3 separate regions of the Siniperca chuatsi genome follow, and all the other regions are linked to region 1. A link is a contact called in public Hi-C data. All regions are on one chromosome and are shown on one strand. The core of a region is the stretch at or near the end of the contact, and the rest is flanking DNA. Distances in the headings are between cores, read along the strand shown. Region 1 holds the start of krt99 (keratin 99). Region 2 has its middle 7.8 kb from the start of krt94. Region 3 overlaps jupa (junction plakoglobin a).

Evidence for each region. Hi-C and Micro-C count contacts between places; a contact is called where the count stands out from the background.
Region 2: a Hi-C map of an unstated tissue shows a contact between it and region 1, with 5 times the contacts expected there. The contact joins the enhancer-like site here to the promoter of krt99 in region 1. A contact is called at or near these places in 2 of 3 Hi-C or Micro-C datasets (skeletal muscle and an unstated tissue).
Region 3: a contact with region 1 is called in a Hi-C map of liver, with 2.0 times the contacts expected there. The contact joins the enhancer-like site here to the promoter of krt99 in region 1. A contact is called at or near these places in 3 of 3 Hi-C or Micro-C datasets (liver, skeletal muscle and an unstated tissue).

The regions. Positions count from the first base shown.
Region 1 is chrLG3:24,526,791-24,529,490 of ASM2008510v1, forward strand. It overlaps krt99 (keratin 99), which reads left to right and starts at 1,443. Exons shown (of 9, transcript XM_044191424.1): 1 at 1,443-1,839. The coding sequence starts at 1,534.
Region 2 is chrLG3:24,568,342-24,571,041 of ASM2008510v1, forward strand. No RefSeq gene overlaps it. Among protein-coding and RNA genes, the nearest start is that of krt94, 7.8 kb to the left of the region's middle. Within about 2 kb of position 1,305, the one cell type or tissue checked has an H3K27ac peak away from gene starts, as active enhancers do.
Region 3 is chrLG3:24,464,504-24,467,203 of ASM2008510v1, forward strand. jupa (junction plakoglobin a) reads right to left here. Exons shown (of 16, transcript XM_044191421.1): 13 at 1,035-1,156; 14 at 786-825. Among protein-coding and RNA genes, the nearest start is that of jupa, 17 kb to the right of the region's middle. Within about 2 kb of position 1,393, the one cell type or tissue checked has an H3K27ac peak away from gene starts, as active enhancers do. A contact at or near this core is called in liver, where this site is marked.

The DNA.
Region 1 (2,700 bases), core at 193-2,692:
GGTACAGGTAGCTGCAGAGAGTGTGACTGTTATGAAACCATGAATTGACTTTGTGAATGAATCTCATTAATTAAAGTGTAGTTGTTGTCTGGGGTTGTCTGTTGTTTTTTGACCGTTTGTGTAACCTACCAAATGCATTGACTAGACACTGATGGACAACAGTGGTTATATTCAAAATTATTGCTAGGGACAATTCAGTAGTCACTGGATATTCTACGCCCTCGTGCCACCCTTAGAGGGTCTAGGTGAACATAAAGAAAGGTCGATCTCCCTCTATGCGGCGATGCACCTGTTGACCTCCATTTAAGAGTCCGGAAAAGTGACAGTAAAGTTGCACATTTGCAGTTTGTCAAAATATTTCTTACCTTAAAGCGCGTTTATGTGTAGCCTAACTTCAGCCGAACAGTGGCCACTGTGGCCACAAGCCACAATGAAAGGGTGATGGTAAATGCTACAACAGTGTAACAGTGGCACAAAAAGAAAAGAGTCCGAAAATGAACTCAGTTACACAGAAATATGTATCTAATGTTTGCTAACCGTAGCTAACATTAGCCACCATAAGCTACTGGTCATAAGGCTGTAACCCCAAAACCCCTAAATGTAGGAATTTTAGTAACATTAAGGTTTTGTTTTATTTCTTATAAATCCAACTTTTCATTTGTAAGATGAGGATTGTGTTATTTCTTCTATCAAAAGTGACATGGTCTCGGACATACTAGGCTATGTAGCTATGCTACGCTATGTCCTTCAAAATGGGGTCATCCCTATGTCCCCAGGGCCCCGTGTTCCCTTAACATAAGACACGCTTTACATCTGTCTTCCTAGCAATTTAAAGATTTACACATATAAAAAAAATTATTGATTAAAAATGAGTGGTTAGGGTTAACCCTATTAACCATGACTTTATCATAGAGTTTCAAATTATGGTTTGAAAGAGGAGACGCACACTATTGCGGTAAGTGGAACCTCTTAAAATTACGTCGTACCACTCCAGAGCCACTTGTTCTCAGAGTTGTTCTGTTGCTCTTCTTTTGTTCTGAGTTGGTCTAGCCTTTTGTGTTGAGTTTTGAGCTGATTTCAACATATTGACGCAGGGAAACATACATTGAACATCTGACCTATAAACATTGCTGAGAACATAATGTGCTAAACGCTCCTCTTAGATGCCTGAGCAGTTGTTCAGCCAGATAACTGTGTGGCATTTAAACACGCTGCAGCAGGCTAAGTATAACTGACATTGAAGAAAAGAAAAATACTAATCTTCATACCTGGCTAGTTATCAGTTAGCCAGCCATCAAGCTGCCCAACTAGATGTTCAACCTGTCTTCCACAGAGCGTCACTAATACTGTTCACACCCAGATATTAGGTTTTCAAAAATCTATCAACTGAATACCACACATTGCTGTGGCATTGGACCGACGCTGTCTCCTTCTCTCAGAGTCCTATAAAATGCCCAGTTGTCTCAGGCAGGGTCACTCCTCGCACACTCTCCAGCTGTGCTCATCACCTGCAGGTCACCACCACCTCTCACCATGTCTGTCAGTCTCGCCAGCCAGAGCAGCTACAGCTCCCGCAGCATCTCCAACACCAGTGCCATCAGCCTGAGCGGAGGGATGCAGTTTGTCGGAGCCGGCCAGACCCGCATCTCCACGGGCCCCTTCCAGACCCGCGCGCCCAGCGTGTATGGGGGCGCGGGAGGTTACGGGACCCGCATCTCCCAGTCCCACTCAGTCTTCTCCTCCAGGTCACTGACCCCGTACGGCGAGACTGGAGTGATGAATAACGGGAAGGTGACCATGCAGAACCTCAACGACCGCCTGGCCTCCTACCTGGAGAAGGTAAGGCATGATGATGATGATGATGATACCTACAAATTGCTGCACGCTGTTGGCTGCAACACTCCCGCTTTCCTGTGCTTTTCTTAAAGCGTTGTAAGCACTCCGAGAACACACACCTTTGCCACTGCTGCACAGTCCTGGGAAGCTTTGTCAGACCTTCTGTAATTATGGACAAAGTGTTTTCTGACACATGCAGTGACACATACTGCATATTCAAAGACTTATTTTAAAACTTCACTATATCAGTTTTTGTAGCTCAGTAATCTCCTACTTTATATTACGGTAAATACTGTATGTTTATTTAGATATATTTATGTCAATGATTTGTGCTGTTGTGGTTAATGAAAATGACACTCACTTCTGCACTGCTGCCACTTTTCTGTGAAAAAGAGCTTCACCCAAAACATTTCAAGGGGCATAAATTCACATAGAAACACTATATCCACAAAGCAAATTAATTTAGAGAACACAGATAACAAAGCCACAGATGAAAGGAACCTGCCTATACATATATATATAGCTGCATTTTAAAACACAATGCACAGGAAGCAGCATGATGAAAGGCTCAGACTGAGCAGTTGTCAGCTATTGTCCAAACTGCTCAGCCTCCTTCAAAGATCCATCATCACCACGAGCCTACGTACATATAACCTGTAACCACACCAACACGCACTGATATAAAGTGTGTCTACTTCAGCAACACACCGTGAAGCTGTAGCACTGCATCTCCTCCAGCAACTGCAACTTTAGGGAGAAACCAATACCACAGGGAAAGGGGGCATGTGACTTTTTGTGATATGATCTGTGACATAATTGGAAGAATACGTTTGACTCATAGTATAAAATGATCCTAACTACATA
Region 2 (2,700 bases), core at 55-2,554, 41 kb after region 1:
ATAGGCAGACTGTCTGCACATGGCCACACAAAGGAATATGACAGGAAGCAATGCGAAGTTGCAGACAGTCATTTCTCCCTGTCATGGTTGTCTGCCATCCAAGGCTAGCCTGAGGCAAGCAGAGAGTAAGATCAGAGAGGAAAAGAAGATGTTACACACTTGATGTCATGAAATACTTGGCATAACGAGAGTTCAGTTCAATTACTGACAAGTTCATGGTGAGAACATGACATTGTGTCTTGATATTGAAACTGCGGAAGCCACAGGGACTTTCCCACTATGTATGTGTAATCTTTCCTTATCCTGCAACTAAATCCCTAGTCTGTAAACTGTAAGTCACAGTATGTTTTTGACAATTTATTTAATGCAGTAAGCTTCAGAATTACACAGAAAATAGCAGTATACTCATAGTTTGAAATACTCTTATTCACTTTCTTGAGAAGATTGATACCAGTTTCATGTCTGTATGCTAAATTTGAAGCTACCAGCAGTTGGTTTTAGCTTTGCTTAGCACAAAGACTGGAAATAGGGGCAGGGGTTGTTTTTACACTATATTTCTTGTATATATTTAAAAAATAAGATACAACGTGTTAATTAGTCAGCTTTAGTGGTGATGGTAGGTGGATTTTGTTACCTCAGGACAGCGCCACGCTAGCGGTTTCCCTCTGCTCCTAGTCTTTGTGCTAAGCTAAGCTATCCGGCAGCTGGTGGTAGCTTAGCGTACAGACATACAGTGGTATCAGTCTTCTCATCTAACTCTCTGCAAGAAAGTGAATCATATGTCCCTATCAACTATTTCTTTACACTATTAACCAAATTTACAGTATTGAAGTATTGACTGATTTAATTAAAGAATGTAAAAAGTCAGAATCAGAAAAAATCACTTCAGTGTGGGGCTGCTGTATTTCAATGTGGAATTTTACCAAATCACATTAATCTTTCATATCAGTGAAATGTTTATTAAGTATTACTCCTGTCTGCAACTGGAGCATATCAGCAGGAATGTTGATGTGTCCGGTCAAAAAGTCCATTAAGGGGTTGCGGAGAGGAGGAACATTCTTCACTCGATGGCACACTCTATTCTGGAGCAGTGTTAGGTTTGACACACAAGCTGAGAGGAATGCCTAACCTCTTTGCTAAAGGTCTCAGACTCTGTATGGCATCAGACCTCACTGTGAAAGTTTTCAAACTCTGCCCGAGCTGCAGCGAGGCGTAGAAACAGTTGAGTGGTAGAGAGTGGAACAGGACCAAATCCCCTTCAGGGGCTCTCAGGCCATGCCAAGCATGAGATAGATGGGATTTTTTTTTGTCCATTTGCATACCTGTGCAAGCGAGAACAGTCCCTATCAGTCCATTCCCACCACTAAAACATAGTCACTGACATTGAGTATCGTCTCCTTTTTTAATAAGAAAGCACATGGCTCTGACTGGGCAGTGGGGGATGGCTGAAAGTTGGGAGTTTAACAGGTAGGGCTGGTTCAAGGAACCACACCCTACATACAATTCCAGGAGCCTTAAGACCAGGATGGACCTACTTCGGCAGGGCATACAGTGCTTTACAACAGCTTAGCAGCATTCTATATACAGTGCATGCTATCATCAAAGAGGGATCTTATACAAAGAACAAGTCTGATCCGGTTGCATTTTTCTGTAGTGATCACATTCACTTCAAAGCTTCCCATGGGCTGGAGCATATCCCAGCATGCACTGGGTGGAGAAACCCAAACCTAGATATAATAAGTGTTTAAAGAAATACTTTCTGTTGAAATCCCTATTAAGATACACAAAACTCAGTAACTACCCAGTGAAAGAACTACTGATCAAAGTTGCTCAGAGGCAGTGAGGCACACTTTCCCTACAAAACTGCTACTGACTGTAAACACTTATATGACCCTGATTTTCCAAATTCTGTAAGTTTGTGTGAATGTGCCTTAAAGGCTCACAATAAACTGCATTCATTGCACCAGCCATAAAAAAGGTAAACAGTAGTAATAATCAACTTGATGTTCTGTATGCAATACTTTAAAATCAATGTTAGGAAGGGGAAAAATCTCAGCAACAAGTGAAATGTATAAGTGAATAAATTAAATCAACTAGCAACTACAAAATAAACAAAACAGAAATGAAACTACAGTATTTGCATATTAGCACTGAACAGTAAGAAGACAGCATTTTGAGGTATTTAGGTCATTTTAGCTACAGACTTTCCTGGGCAACTCCCTTTTCTCATAAAAGTTAAGGCAATACTGCCACCAAGTGCTGGTTCCCTGTACATTTAAGAATGAGTTGACAAGAGAGACTAATTTTAACAAACTTATTTTCAAACCCACAGAAATTTGACATATGCTGCACCTAGTGAAAGCCAAAACCACACAGCCATTTGTCACATCTGAAATCAGCTCAATATATGCCGGCGCTTTCCAAAATTAACATAAATTAGCAGACTCAGTTTCTCAATATTTTGGCAATTCATAGAGACTTTAACATGTCAGTTTGAAGAACAAATCCAGCAAAGATGTTTGACAGTTTAAGGACTGTTACTTTAAAAAAAAATGGATTTGAGAATCTTTTGTTCATAGCACAAATGGACGAATCATCTATGGCATATTGTGTTAATAGCAGTACACAGACTGAATTCTGAGGTCTTCCTTCCACACGTGTTACACGATGTGGGTGTTGCTGTATGGTGATCTATTGTTT
Region 3 (2,700 bases), core at 143-2,642, 62 kb before region 1:
TATTTTTTGTTTATTTCTTTTTTTTTTTTTTACTTGTTACACACTGGACCAACAGATTATACTGTATGTCATTTAACTTCCCTTGTACTTGGAGGGTTTATTTACAGCTGCTGTCATGATACTGCTGTATAAAAAGCTTGTGGAAATCATTCCCCCCCCCATAGAGTCTCCCAGCTCTGAGAGGGAGGCCATACAAGGCGAAAGTAGAAAGAAAGGAAAAGTATGGGAATTAGGAGAAAGATGCAAACACATAAGGAAACACCAGGAAGGAGACTGACTGAGAGAAAACCTTTTAGACGCGGCAATGACGAACAGATAGTGATCTATCAAGAGAATACGATTTGAGAATAAAACAAAGAAAAGGCAAAGGCTGAAGTGAATGAGATAAGAATCAGGCTCTGAGGTAAAGTATTCCATTACATCCATTTGAATCCTGTTTACACAATATGACTTGGCCATATACATTGCTTGGGAATAAAAGAACAAAAATAGAACACAGAACATAGATGGAGAGGACGAGGCCAAATTTGTGACTGATTTGAAGGAGGTATCAAAGTAAGAAAGATTATTAAAAATCAATGCAGGCTAGGCCTGTGCTGCTCGAGTTACTGAATAACCACAGAGTACTTTTTTTTTTTTTTTTTTTAACTAGAAAAACTATTTTCAGCAGGGAGGCGACCTGTTAGCAGAGTACAGCATTTTAACACTGCGGTCGCTCCCTGTGGTGGAGTGACCGAGTGCTGAGGAATGTGCTGTATGTGCACATTTCTGCCATAGTTACTCACCATCTGGATAGGGTCCATCCATGGGGACACTGTTGTGGGCCTGCAGAGAGGTCATAAGAGGGCAAAGGCCAAAAAAAGTCAACACTTTTATATAGAAAGATTATTAATAGTCCTTAAAGAGCATATAATAAAGTTTCTTAAAAACCAATTGCTTTGCATAATAAAAAAAAAAAAATAATAAAATAAATTAAAAAAATCGACTTTTGTTCAGTTGTCCTGTCCTAGCAGTGGAGGGCGCCAGACACTCACCATCTCCCAGGCGGCAGGGTCATGTTTGAACAGAGAGTGTGTCAGCTCCACAGACACTCGCTTCTTGTAGTCTGAGTTCTTATCCTCGGAGATGCGGAAGAGCACAGCTGCAGCATAAGTAGCTAAGGGGGAAAGAATCAGGACACATTCAACGATGTACAAAAACCTCCCACTCTTTTTAATAGTAATGTGTAATAGTCTGGGTGTATTGAAATAGAAACAGATCAAGTCCACTTAAAGTCTGGACTGCACCAGAGGTTAAAGTTTTAAAGATAAAAACAGTGAAAACGCAATAGTTTTAGTGCTGATAACAATTACTGCATGAGTGACTTGTAGGTATTTTTTCTTTTATAGAAGGCCCTGAGGCATTATTATTTACAACATCAATTCTAAAGCTTTAACAGCACAACGTGCGCAATTAACATATATCTCTGTATGAGCCTAGTATAATTCAGCCATGGTACAGGTGAATGTAATATAAAAAGACACATACTTTCAAGTAGCTAAGCCTGATGATTGAACCAAGGAATGACAAAATTTAATAAAAAGCCATTTTAAACATTTTCCCTTAACAAAAAATATAACCACCTAAAACACAAATTGACTTTTTACTTAAAGAGAATAGTTTAATATTTTGGGTAACACACATATTCACTTCCTCGCTGAGAGTTAGATGAGAACATCAATACCCCTCTCATATTTGTACACTAAACATGAAGCTGGAACCGGCAGCCGGTTAGCTTAGCTTAGACTAAAGACTGGAAACAGGGGGGGAAAAACAGCTAGCCTGGCTCTGTCCAAAAAGTAACAAAATCTGCCTACCAGCACCTCTAAAGGTCACTAATTAATACGGTATATCTTGTTTGTTTGATCTGCATGAAAACTGAGTAAAAACGACAGGAAATAGTCCTGCATATAACTCCCTGTACAACTACAACCTCCCATTTTTAATTTGATTAAGCTAAGCTAAGCTAACCGGTTGCTGGCATTAGCTTCATATTTAACGTACAGACATAAGAGTGGTATCAATCTAATGAACCATACCATAACATAACAATGCAACAGTAAGATAAAATAAGAAATAGAAGAAGACATAAGTAAATACCTCCATTAAAAGTGTACTTAAAGTTACTATGTATAGATTTCTTATGAGGCATCTATCAGTTACTCTGATACAAACATATTGGTTTTGCCAGGACAATCTTCCTTTTTTTCCCCTGTGAAAACAGTTTTGGCAGGTGAAATGTTTTTTTTGTCTGGATCATGCAAGTGTTTGTTGTTGTAATACTCCTTTCAGGCCACAAGAGGCTGAAGTGCACCGCTAACCCATGTTCTAAATAGGACTAAAAGCATTTGTGTTTTCTTCCAGGTGAGTTTTTATTTTTCCATGCACTCTAAACATAAGGTACATACAGTATATTGTGTGTTAGCAAGTATGTACCATTACTGTCATTACTTTCTTTTGGCTAGAAATGTATTTTAATCCGTGCTAATCTAAAGTGTGCACTTCAGCCTCTTGTGGCTGGAAAGAGTATTAGAAAAACAAACACTTTTCACCTGGCAAAACCTTTATTCCCCACCCGTTCTTAGGTCACTAACACAGGAGAGAAAACCATTTAGATCAGACTTAGAAAATGGATCACCAGAATTTTTTTCCTCTCTCTTG